2 separate regions of the Sus scrofa genome follow, and region 2 is linked to region 1. Evidence: chromatin contacts called from public Hi-C data. All regions are on one chromosome and are shown on one strand. The core of a region is the stretch at or near the end of the contact, and the rest is flanking DNA. Distances in the headings are between cores, read along the strand shown. Region 1 holds the start of SMIM17 (small integral membrane protein 17). Region 2 holds the start of ZNF470 (zinc finger protein 470).

Region 1 (5,128 bases), core at 942-3,441:
CACCAAAAGAGAAGACTTTTCCCTTCTCAGCCTCACCCAAAAGTAGGGTTTGCACGTTCTCCAGGGAGGGGCTGTGGGGTGGCTGGCAGTGTCACACTGGGGCCATCTTTGCCCCAAGTCTCCACAGGAGTCCTCTCCTCAGAGAGGATCCCAAGCCCATTCTTGGGCAGCCAGCCTCTTTTCTTTCCATCCTGGAGAGATGGTCAGTTGTCATGGAAACCTACCTGAGCTGCTGCATTGACAGCACGAGGTCCTGAACCTGCTGCTCCACAAGGGAACTCCCTGTATATACTTATTAAAAACACAAATGAGAGCATACAGGATACACTGTTGTCAACTCCTGTTTGTTTGTTTTTTTCATTTAATACAGACTACTCAGAGCTCCTTCCATGTCAGTATACTCAACTCTTCCTCACCGTTTCCTACCCAGATGAATCCTAATCCATTTAACCAACCTCTTGAGGACAGATCCTTGCTGCCAATTCTTCCGGACTTCCAAGCAAGGCTCCAGTGAACTCTGTGGTTGGAGGAGGCTTCCTCCGGATATGCATACAGCCATACTGGGGCTCTGCTCAGACGCCCCCTCCCAGACAGCCAAAGCCGAAGCAGCCTCCCTCTTCACCCTCCACCTCATTACCTTTGGCCGTGCTCGGAAGTCAGTGGTGATGGCTCCACAGGACACAGGGCTTTGACTGGCTCACTGCTGGATTCCCAGCCCCTAGAACAGTGTCTGGAAAGAGGAGGTGCTCAGAGAGTCGCTGAATGAATGAATCTCTGTGCACCCCAAGCCTCTTGTCTGCTGAGATTCTGCTGAGCAGAGGATGCAGGAATCCCACATCCACACCCCTTCAGCACTAACGGCAAAGGAACAAAGGAAAAAAAGAAAAACAACTCAGGCTTCTTCTTGACCTACTTCTCTCCTCCCCCTCTCTGCACACATTTCTGCTGTAACCAACCTCCCTTTGCTGCATTCAGCAGTGAAAAAGCCTGACTTCACACCTGCCTCTCTCTGTAAAGCAGGTGACACCCTACAAATAAACACTCACATGCCCTGTAGGCAGCTCTTGAAAGAAACCTGGGCAAAGGGACAATGCGCCCTATGAATTTGCATGCATTGGGGAATATTTATTGGATAAATGAGTATCTATGATGAAGAAAACGGGAACCCTACAGAGCGTCCTATGGTGGTGGTGCTGGTGGAGGTGAGTGGATGGGAAGATGGATGGATTTAAGTTCCTCCTAATATTTCTCCCTGGTCTTGGGAGACCAGTAAACCCCAGGGTAACTTGTCCTGATGACAGCCACGGTGTATGGTTGCACTTGAACCTCACGACGACCTTAGGAAGTGATAATAAAATTACGATAAGAATAATTATGACACCACATGGAATCCTCTACGTGGCAGGAACTGTTCTGTTTCACTGTATTACTTCATTTGTGTCTTCATTACCACACTATACAGTAGATACTATCTTGATCCCCATTATACAGAGGAGGAAACGGAGGTGCAGAGAAATCAAGTTGCTTTCCAACAAGGTTCCTTAACAGGGAACAAATGACAAAGCCAGAACCTGAATGCAGCAGTCTACCTGGGAAGCTATCACCTGATGCTGCCCTTTGCCCCTCAGAGGTCAGAGCTAGTCACCGAACCACATCCAGCTGCAAGAAAGACTGGGAAATGCAGCGAAAATTTAGGGGTTCTGGCAGTGGGAGAGGTAGACAAGTTTGGGGAACAATGAGCAATCTCTATGCCTCCCAACCTTGGCTTTCTTTCATGAGTTAAGATTCAAAAACTTAGCAGCGCCCAGCTGTTGTTCACCATGGGTGAGGCAGTAATTAAGACAGGTGCTCTTACACATTGGTGATGGTGGCGGGGGGAGGGGGGCAGGTGCCGGCTGGAAAATCATTCTGGGAAGGTGTAGGTAGAATTAGCTATGGCTAACCAATGCCATCTCAGTATAGAGAGTGTCTTCAACTCCCCGCTGGTATTGGCGAGCTGCTTGGTGCTGTGGGGAAAAATACACGTTGGAACTGGTGTTGGAATCTGAGAGTCTAACCTCCAAAGTCCTTCAGCATCGCTTCTGCCGTATTATATCAGTCAAAACAACCCCCAAAGACGACCGCAGGGAACGGGAAAATAGAGGCCAGCTCCTGAGAGAAGAAGCTGAAAAAAATCATGGTCATTTTTAATTTACTATCTTTAAAATTTATTTTATTTTTTGCCTATTTTTAGGGACACATCCCTGGCATATAGAGGTTCCCAGGCTAGTGGCTGAATCGGTGCTGTAGCTGCTGGCCTGCATCACAGCCACAGCAACACCAGATCTGAGCTTCGTCTGTGACCTACACCACAGCTCACCACAACACCCGATCCTTAGCCCACTGAGGGAGGCCAAGGATTGAACCTGACGCCTAGTAGATACTAGTCAGATTCATTTATTCTGAGCCACAACAGGAACTCCAAAGGTCATTTTTAATATCAAAAATGAGAAAATTTTTAAAGGAGAAAGGAAATGAGGGAAAGAGGAGCAAAAAAAAAAAAAACCCTCAAACAAACAAACAAAACAGCTTATGGGTAGAGATAGTGTGAGGGCCCCTGTCCTAAGACCAGAGGTTCCCCGGGATGGTGGCCACCGCTTCAGGGCAGATGGATTCTGCTCTGCCTGCTCCATTTCTTTTTTTCTTTTTTTGCCTTTTTTTATTTTTGCCTTTTCTAGGGCCACTCCCACGGCATATGGAGCTTCCCAGGCTCGGGGTCTAATTGGAGCTGTAGCCACTGGCCCACACCACAGCCACAGCCAAGCCAGATCTGAGTCACGTCTGCAACCTACACCACAGCAACACCGGAACCTTAACCCACTGAGCAAGGGCAGGGATCGAACCCGCAACCTCATGGTTCCTAGTCGGGTCCTTAACCACTGCGCCACGACGGGAACTCCTGCCTACTCCGTTTCTGGGAGCTTCAGGATCTTCTAGCTCAGACCCAAATCAAGACAAAAACACAACCTTACCGACCGTGTCCTATGGCCTTCTGCAAATTCACTCTATCTAAGCCTCTTCTGCAGTTAAATGACAGGATACGTGTACCAAGTTTCTCTGGCGGGGGGGGGGGCTGGTACGTAGTACACTCGGGTGATAGGAGTATTAAGACTTGTTATACCCAGTGAGAGGGTACAACTCAGAGCTACATGGTGAGGATTCAAAGAGTTAATCCACCTCGGATCACACCGTTATAAAATATAAGAGAAACTTAGTATATATAACGAAAACAGTGAAGGCTTTAGAGCTGCACCATCCAACTCGGGGGCCAGCAGCTGTTACTACGAAAATTTTAATTTATCAAATTAAGTACAGCTAAAAAGTCAGTTCCATGGCCACACCAGCCCCATGGCAAGGGCTCGACAGCCCGCGCACACCCAGTGGCCACCTATTGGACCTCGCGGGTCAGAACCGGTTGCACAGCGCTGCTCGGAGGGCCCCAGGTCCTGCTGAAAGGATTCGAGGCCAATTAACTCAGGTGAACCACACAACCACCCTGTACACAGGGGAGCTTTCCTGACTGCAGCCTTTTGGCGGAGGAAACCGAGGCTCCGAACACTGCCTGTCTCCCGAGCAGGTCTACTCCGTTCCTGCTGTTCTTTTACTCTCGTCGAAGCACTTCCCCTGTCCTCCCTTCCACAGCGCCCGCGGTTTCCTCGCACCTCCCTCCTGCCTCCCCCTCCTCTCTCCAGTTTCCCTCGCCTCCGCCACCCGCCGTCTCCCCGACTCCCTCGCTTCCCTCATCCTCCTTTCTCAATCCCCGCCCTCCTGCGCTCCCACCCCCTCGGTCCCCGCCCAACCCACTCAGCGCGCGGAGGCACCTGGGAGCGCGGATGTGGGCGTGGCCTCGCGCGGGGGCGGGGCGGGAGCAGCGGGATCGCGCAGGCGCAGACCTCGCTCTAGCCGGACAGACGCGGGCCGGATCCCAGCCTGCTCCCTGCCGCCGCCTGGCGGCAGCCGGCGAATCCGCACCTCCCGTGGGGTTCCCTGGTGTGGCGTGTTTTTCTCGTGCGGCAGGACCACGCACCCCAGGTCTCGGGAGGGATCCCGAAGGGGACTCTGAATCCCCTGCGGGCCTCAGTTTCCCGGCCTGGACAGTGGGTGTGAGGACCGACCGCACCTGTGGGGGGCTGCGGGGCTGCTGCTCCGTTCTTACTGCTGTTTAGGTAATAGTGACGGTCCCGCCGCCGCCGCCGATGCTGGCAGTCACCGAGCGCTGGTTTCCTCAGTGCCCGGCGTTGAGCTGAGTGCTTAGCTGAGTACTCCATGCCCGACAGAGGAATGCCGCGCTCCAGCAGTGCCAGCGTCGCCCACCTAGAGGTCGTCAGAGATGCAGGTCCTCGGGCCCCGCTCTCCCAGGAAGCCCAACTCCGACCCTCCTGAGCCATCGGTGATGCCGAAGCATACTAAAGTGAGAGACACCCCAATCCAGTGCGCACTGCGTCTTCCTCATTTTGCAGATAAGGAAACCGAGTCACCCAAAAGAAAAGGCCCCCACGGTGGGGCGGGAGCTAGTGTGACTTAACCACACTCAGGAAGCCCCGCGTCCGCAACCATTCTTGGTCTTTCTCTGTAGACTCACTTAATTCTCGAACAATCCTACGAATTAGGGGTATTATGCCCCTCACCTTACAGGTGAGACCGAGAGGTTAAGGACCTGCCCAGGGACACAGTGCTAAGATGTGGCAGCGTCGAGATGCAGACCCAGGCAGTCTGGATCCGGGATCTGGGCAGTCAGAACAGTGCTCTCCAAGGTGGGCTGTGTGCCAGGCCCTGCAGTGGGTGCAGCCAGAGTATTAGAGCCCAGGTTCCTGGGTCATTTCTGTCTGAACAGAAAGTAATTCAACTTCTTGATTGGAAGATGTGTTTTTCACACTTTGACATCTCTGAATAAGATAGCTACTGATGTTATGCTGTCGTTTAATTGGCAGGTTTTTTTTTTCCTCAATGGGATAAAATCGTGGTTCTTCAGTCTGTGGTCTCTATGACAACCTGGGATCCTTAAGCCACTGAGCCACCAGGGAACTCCTCATGTGACTCTTTTTTGCAATATTCACTTTATTGTGGTGGTCTGAAACCTAACCCACAG
Region 2 (4,785 bases), core at 1,057-3,556, 37 kb after region 1:
AGAGATTATCATACTACGTGAAGTAAGCCAGATAAAGATAAATATCATGATATCACTTACATGTGGAATCTAAAAAAATGATACAAATGAACTTGTTTACAAAACAGAAGCAAACTCAGAAAACAAACTTAAGATTACCAAAGGGGAGAGGTGGAGGGAGGGATGGACTGGAAATTTGGGACTGGCATATGCACACTACTGTATATGGAATGGATGGTCAACAGGAACCTGCTGTATAGCACAGGGAACTGTACTCAATATTCTGTAATAACCTATATAGAAAAGAATCTGAAAAAGAATGTATATCTGAGTTACTTTACTGTACAGCAGAAATTAACACAACATTATAAATCTATACTTCACTTAAACAAACAAACAAACAAAATGTATTCTTTCTGGACTGGCGATCTCCATCTGACTCCCATCCCTGCACTGTGAAGTCAATACTGGATCTGGCTGGATAGGGATGTGACCAGAGCCAACTTACCTAGGAAGTAACTTATCTGTAGAGGCTCAAAAGAATGTCTTAATTTCTTTAAAATCATTTTTTTTTTAAAGAGGTGGATCCAATCCAGCCTGGATTATACTTGTTTTTATATCAATCATAAACTATACATTTTTTAATTAAAAAAAAAGAGGGGAGCCCACAAAGGCAACAAAGGCACAGAGAAATGTCTGAGAAGTGACTTGCAGGGGGTTGATGACTGTTGAACACATGTGGCCTGAGATCTGTGTGGCTGCAAAGCCAGTGGCTCCCTCCTTCCTCTCCTTCCTCGAGTTTTCTGGCATTTCCTTCCTTCCATTGTTTCTAAGGGTAAGGTTCCCATGAGGGGAAGAAAAAAAAAAAAAAAAAAATCCTTCAACTCTGTGTCGGATGAGCTGAAAGGAAAAAAGGATTTCCCATTTGTCTGGTGGCTAAGCGTGGGAGCTCTGGAACCCAGACGCCTGGGTGGCGAGTTTGGTCACTCACTTAAATCACTGAGCCTTGGTTTCCCCATGTGTGAAATGCGGATGATGAGGTCCTTACCCTGGAGTTACTGGGAGTCTTATAAATGAGGTAGTCCCCACAAAATGCCCAAAATAGCACAATACACAATACACATTCCATAAACAAATCAACCCTGGTCAGGAGGTTGTAGGGGTCTCTGATCCTCATTTAAGAAGACTTTTGAGAGGCAATAGAAGAAACAGCCTCCCCATCCCCTATCTTGTCACCCACACACTTCCTGCCCCCTCAACCTTCCAGATTCTCCCATGAGCCAGAGAAGGCTCTGAGGGGCAGGAAGAGGCTGGGGAATCTGAGGACCCCAGGCCAGGAGACCTGCTGGGCAGATGAGACAGGGGGACACCTGGATGACATCCTCACTCAGAGACACTGAGGACAGAAATACAGGCAGACACACGCACACAACCAATGAAGGATGTGGACATAGGCAGTCACCCAGAGACAACCCCTCACAGGGACAGGCAAGACTAGACACAGAGTACACCCACGGAGACCAAGGCTGGTAGGCTCGCTCACACACACACACACACACACACGGGATATTCCTCGGCCTTCACAAAGAAGGAGATCCACACAAACAGATGTCAAAGGTTCAGTCTCGGGCCAACACACGTGCACACAGGTTCACCCCCTTCTGCATCCCATGAGACTGTCGGGGTAAACTTCCTGCACGCCTCTTCACAGCCCTCTCTCTGAGCCGGCACGTCTCCCCTCAGGCCGAACATCCTCTCCTCAACCCTCAATTCCCTCCCCCAGAGCCTTCACATCCCTCCCCACGCCCCCTCCCCTCGGTCTGCAAGCACCTGCCTCTCTCCTCTCCTCAGTCCATAATCCCCTTTCCTGAGCCTGACCGCCCCTCCCCTCAGTCAGCACGTCCCCCGCTGGCCCTCACGCCCACCCCTCAGTCAGCACGTCCCCCGCTGGCCCTCACGCCCTCCCCTCAGTCAGCACGTTCCTCGCTGGCCCTCACGCCCACCCCTCAGTCAGCACGACCCCCGCTGGCCCTCACGCCCACCCCTCAGTCAGCACGACCCCCGCTGGCCCTCACGCCCTCCCCTCAGTCAGCACGACCCCCGCTGGCCCTCACGCCCTCCCCTCAGTCAGCACGACCCCCGCTGGCCCTCACGCCCTCCCCTCAGTCAGCACGACCCCCGCTGGCCCTCACGCCCTCCCCTCAGTCAGCACGCCACCTCTCCGCCCTGCCCGGGGCCGGACTCACCAGCGCTGCTCTGTCCGGACAACGACCGGCGCCCTAGGCCCTCCGGGTCGCACTGCGCCTGCGCGGTCGGGAGGACTACACTTCCCAAAAGCCCGCGCGCCTCCGCCTCCGCTCAGGCCTCAGCACCCACGGAGCCGAGCAGGCCCGAGCCCCGACCGCGCGCCTCCATCTCCCAGAGGCCCCCGCGGCAGCGGAACCACGGCCAAACGGGATGGGGGTGTGGCTGGTGATTGAGGGAAGGAAGGGGAGGAAGAAGGAGAAAAAGCGGAGGTGGGGAGGGATTGCTCTGGGAGGGAGGGGGGACCATACTCCGGACTTCCGGGCTGGACTGAGGGACCATCCTGGGCATCTTTTCCTTTTCTTTTTCTTTCTTTCAGAAAACTCCCCTATTTTTATTATTATTTTTTGGCACATCCACGGCATGCGGGGTAAAGCAGTGACAATACCAGATCCTTCACCCACCGAGCAGCCAGGGAACTCCGCGGGCAACCTTCTTGAGTGTGATAATCATGCTGATTTGTAGAAAATTTATAAAGCATACAGGATTTATAAAGCATACAGAGACAAGAAGTAGCAAGTCATCATAAGAAAAAAAAAAATTCCCCTTTTCTGAGTTTCCTATATGCCAGCTCCTGTTTTTGGCTTTTTATGATTTTTGAACCACGTATTTAATCCTTACAATTAAGCAACTTTCCAGACGAGGACAGTGGTGCCTACAAGGGAGGTGGCACCAGAGACCAGTTGGGGAGCTGGGGTAGGGATCTGGCTTCCTGGCTGGGACTCTTACACCATAAACCACAAGGCCAAGTACAAAAACACTTGCTGAATGTTTGAATGGCCACAAAAATGGAAACAGCAGCTAGTCTTAAATGGTGATTATGACTTTAAATATTTTATTTTGAGATAAATATAATCCACATGCAGTTGTAAAAAACACAGGAACTGGAGTTCCTGTTGTGGTGCAGTGGAAACAAATCCGACTAGTATCCATGAGGTTCGATCCCTGCCCTCACTCAGTAGGTTGGGGATACGGTGTTGCCATGAGCTGTGGTGTAGTTTGTAAACCTGGCTTGGATCCAACGTTGCTGTGGCATAGGTGGGCAGCTGTAGCTCTGATTGGACCCCTAGCTTGGGAACTTCCATGTGGTGTGGCTGTGGCCCAAAAAGCAACAAACAAAAACCACTTATAGGAAACATTTATGCATTAATGTGGTACATTTGTTACAATTAATGAATCAATATTGATATATTATTAGTACCTAAACTCCATAGTTTACATTAAGGTTACTCTTTGTGTTGTACACTTATGTGGGTTTTGAGAAATGTATAAGAATATGTATCCATTACAGTAGTACATAGAATAGTTTCACTGCCCTAAAAATGTCCTGTGCTGCACCTGTTCGTCCTTCTTCATCTTTATGAACCCCTGTTATTTCTATCTCCATAGTTTTGTCTGTTCCAGAATGTTCTAGAGTTGGGATCAGGTAATATATAGACTTCCAGAATGGCTTCTTTCACTTAGAATTTAATATGCATTTAAGGTTCTCCATGGTTGTTTTTTTCTTGTTTTTTGTTTTTTGTTCTTTTTGCCATTTCTTGGGCCGCTCCCGCAGCATATGGAGGTTCCCAGGCTAGGGGTCTAATCGGAGCTGTAGCTACCGGCCTACACCAGGGCCACAGCAACAACGGGATCCAAGCCGAGTCTGCAACCTACACCACAGCTCACAGCAACGCCAAATCCTTAACCCACTGAGCACGGCCAGGGCTTGAACCCACAACCTCATGGTTCCTAGTTGGATTCATTAACCACTGAGCCACGATGGGAACTCCAAGGTTCTCCATGTTTTCTTTAAAGCTCATTTCTTTTTATCATTAATGTTATTAAATTAATAATATTTATTAGTATTAGTCAACTAATAAGCTATTGCATGTGCCACAGTGTTTTTCCATTCATCTACTAAAGGACATCTTGACTGCTTTCATAAAACTGCTAAAAACATCCATGTGCAGCTTATTGTGTGGACACGTTTCCAATTCGAGTCAATACCCACGAGTGTGGTTGCTGGATGGTGTGTTAAGCCAATGTTTAGCCTTGTAAGACACTGCCAAATTGTCTCCCAAAGTGCACTCCCACCAGCAATGAATGAGAGCTCTGGCCCCCCCACATCGTCGCCAGCATTTGTATTTTGATTGCTTTTGGATTTTTGCCATTTTAATAGGTGTGAGGTGGCATATTTGTTTTGAGTTGCAGTTACCTAATGACATATGATACTGAGCATCTATGCCTATTTGCTAACTGTATATCTTCTTTGGTGAGGTGTTTGTTCAGATTCTTTGCCCCCCCCTTTTCATAGTCAAGAAATAGATTTATTAAGATAGGAGGCTTGGAGTTCCCATCGTGGCTCAGTGGTTAACGAATCCGACTAGGAGCCATGAGGCTGCGGGTTCGATCCCTGGCCTTGCTCAGTGGGTTAAAGATTTGGCGTTGCCATGAGCTGTGGTGTAGCTTGTAGACGTGGCTTGGATCCCGCATGGCTGGGCCTGTGGCGTAGGCCGGTGG

The links. Hi-C and Micro-C count contacts between places; a contact is called where the count stands out from the background.
Region 2: a Hi-C map of liver shows a contact between it and region 1, with 11 times the contacts expected there. The contact joins the promoter of ZNF470 here to the promoter of SMIM17 in region 1. A contact is called at or near these places in 2 of 47 Hi-C or Micro-C datasets (heart right ventricle and liver).

What each region holds. Positions count from the first base shown.
Region 1 is chr6:60,842,296-60,847,423 of Sscrofa11.1, forward strand. SMIM17 (small integral membrane protein 17) reads right to left here and starts at 2,192. Exons shown (of 5, transcript XM_021095126.1): 1 at 638-2,192.
Region 2 is chr6:60,878,730-60,883,514 of Sscrofa11.1, forward strand. ZNF470 (zinc finger protein 470) reads right to left here and starts at 2,307. Exons shown (of 3, transcript XM_013998861.2): 1 at 2,226-2,307.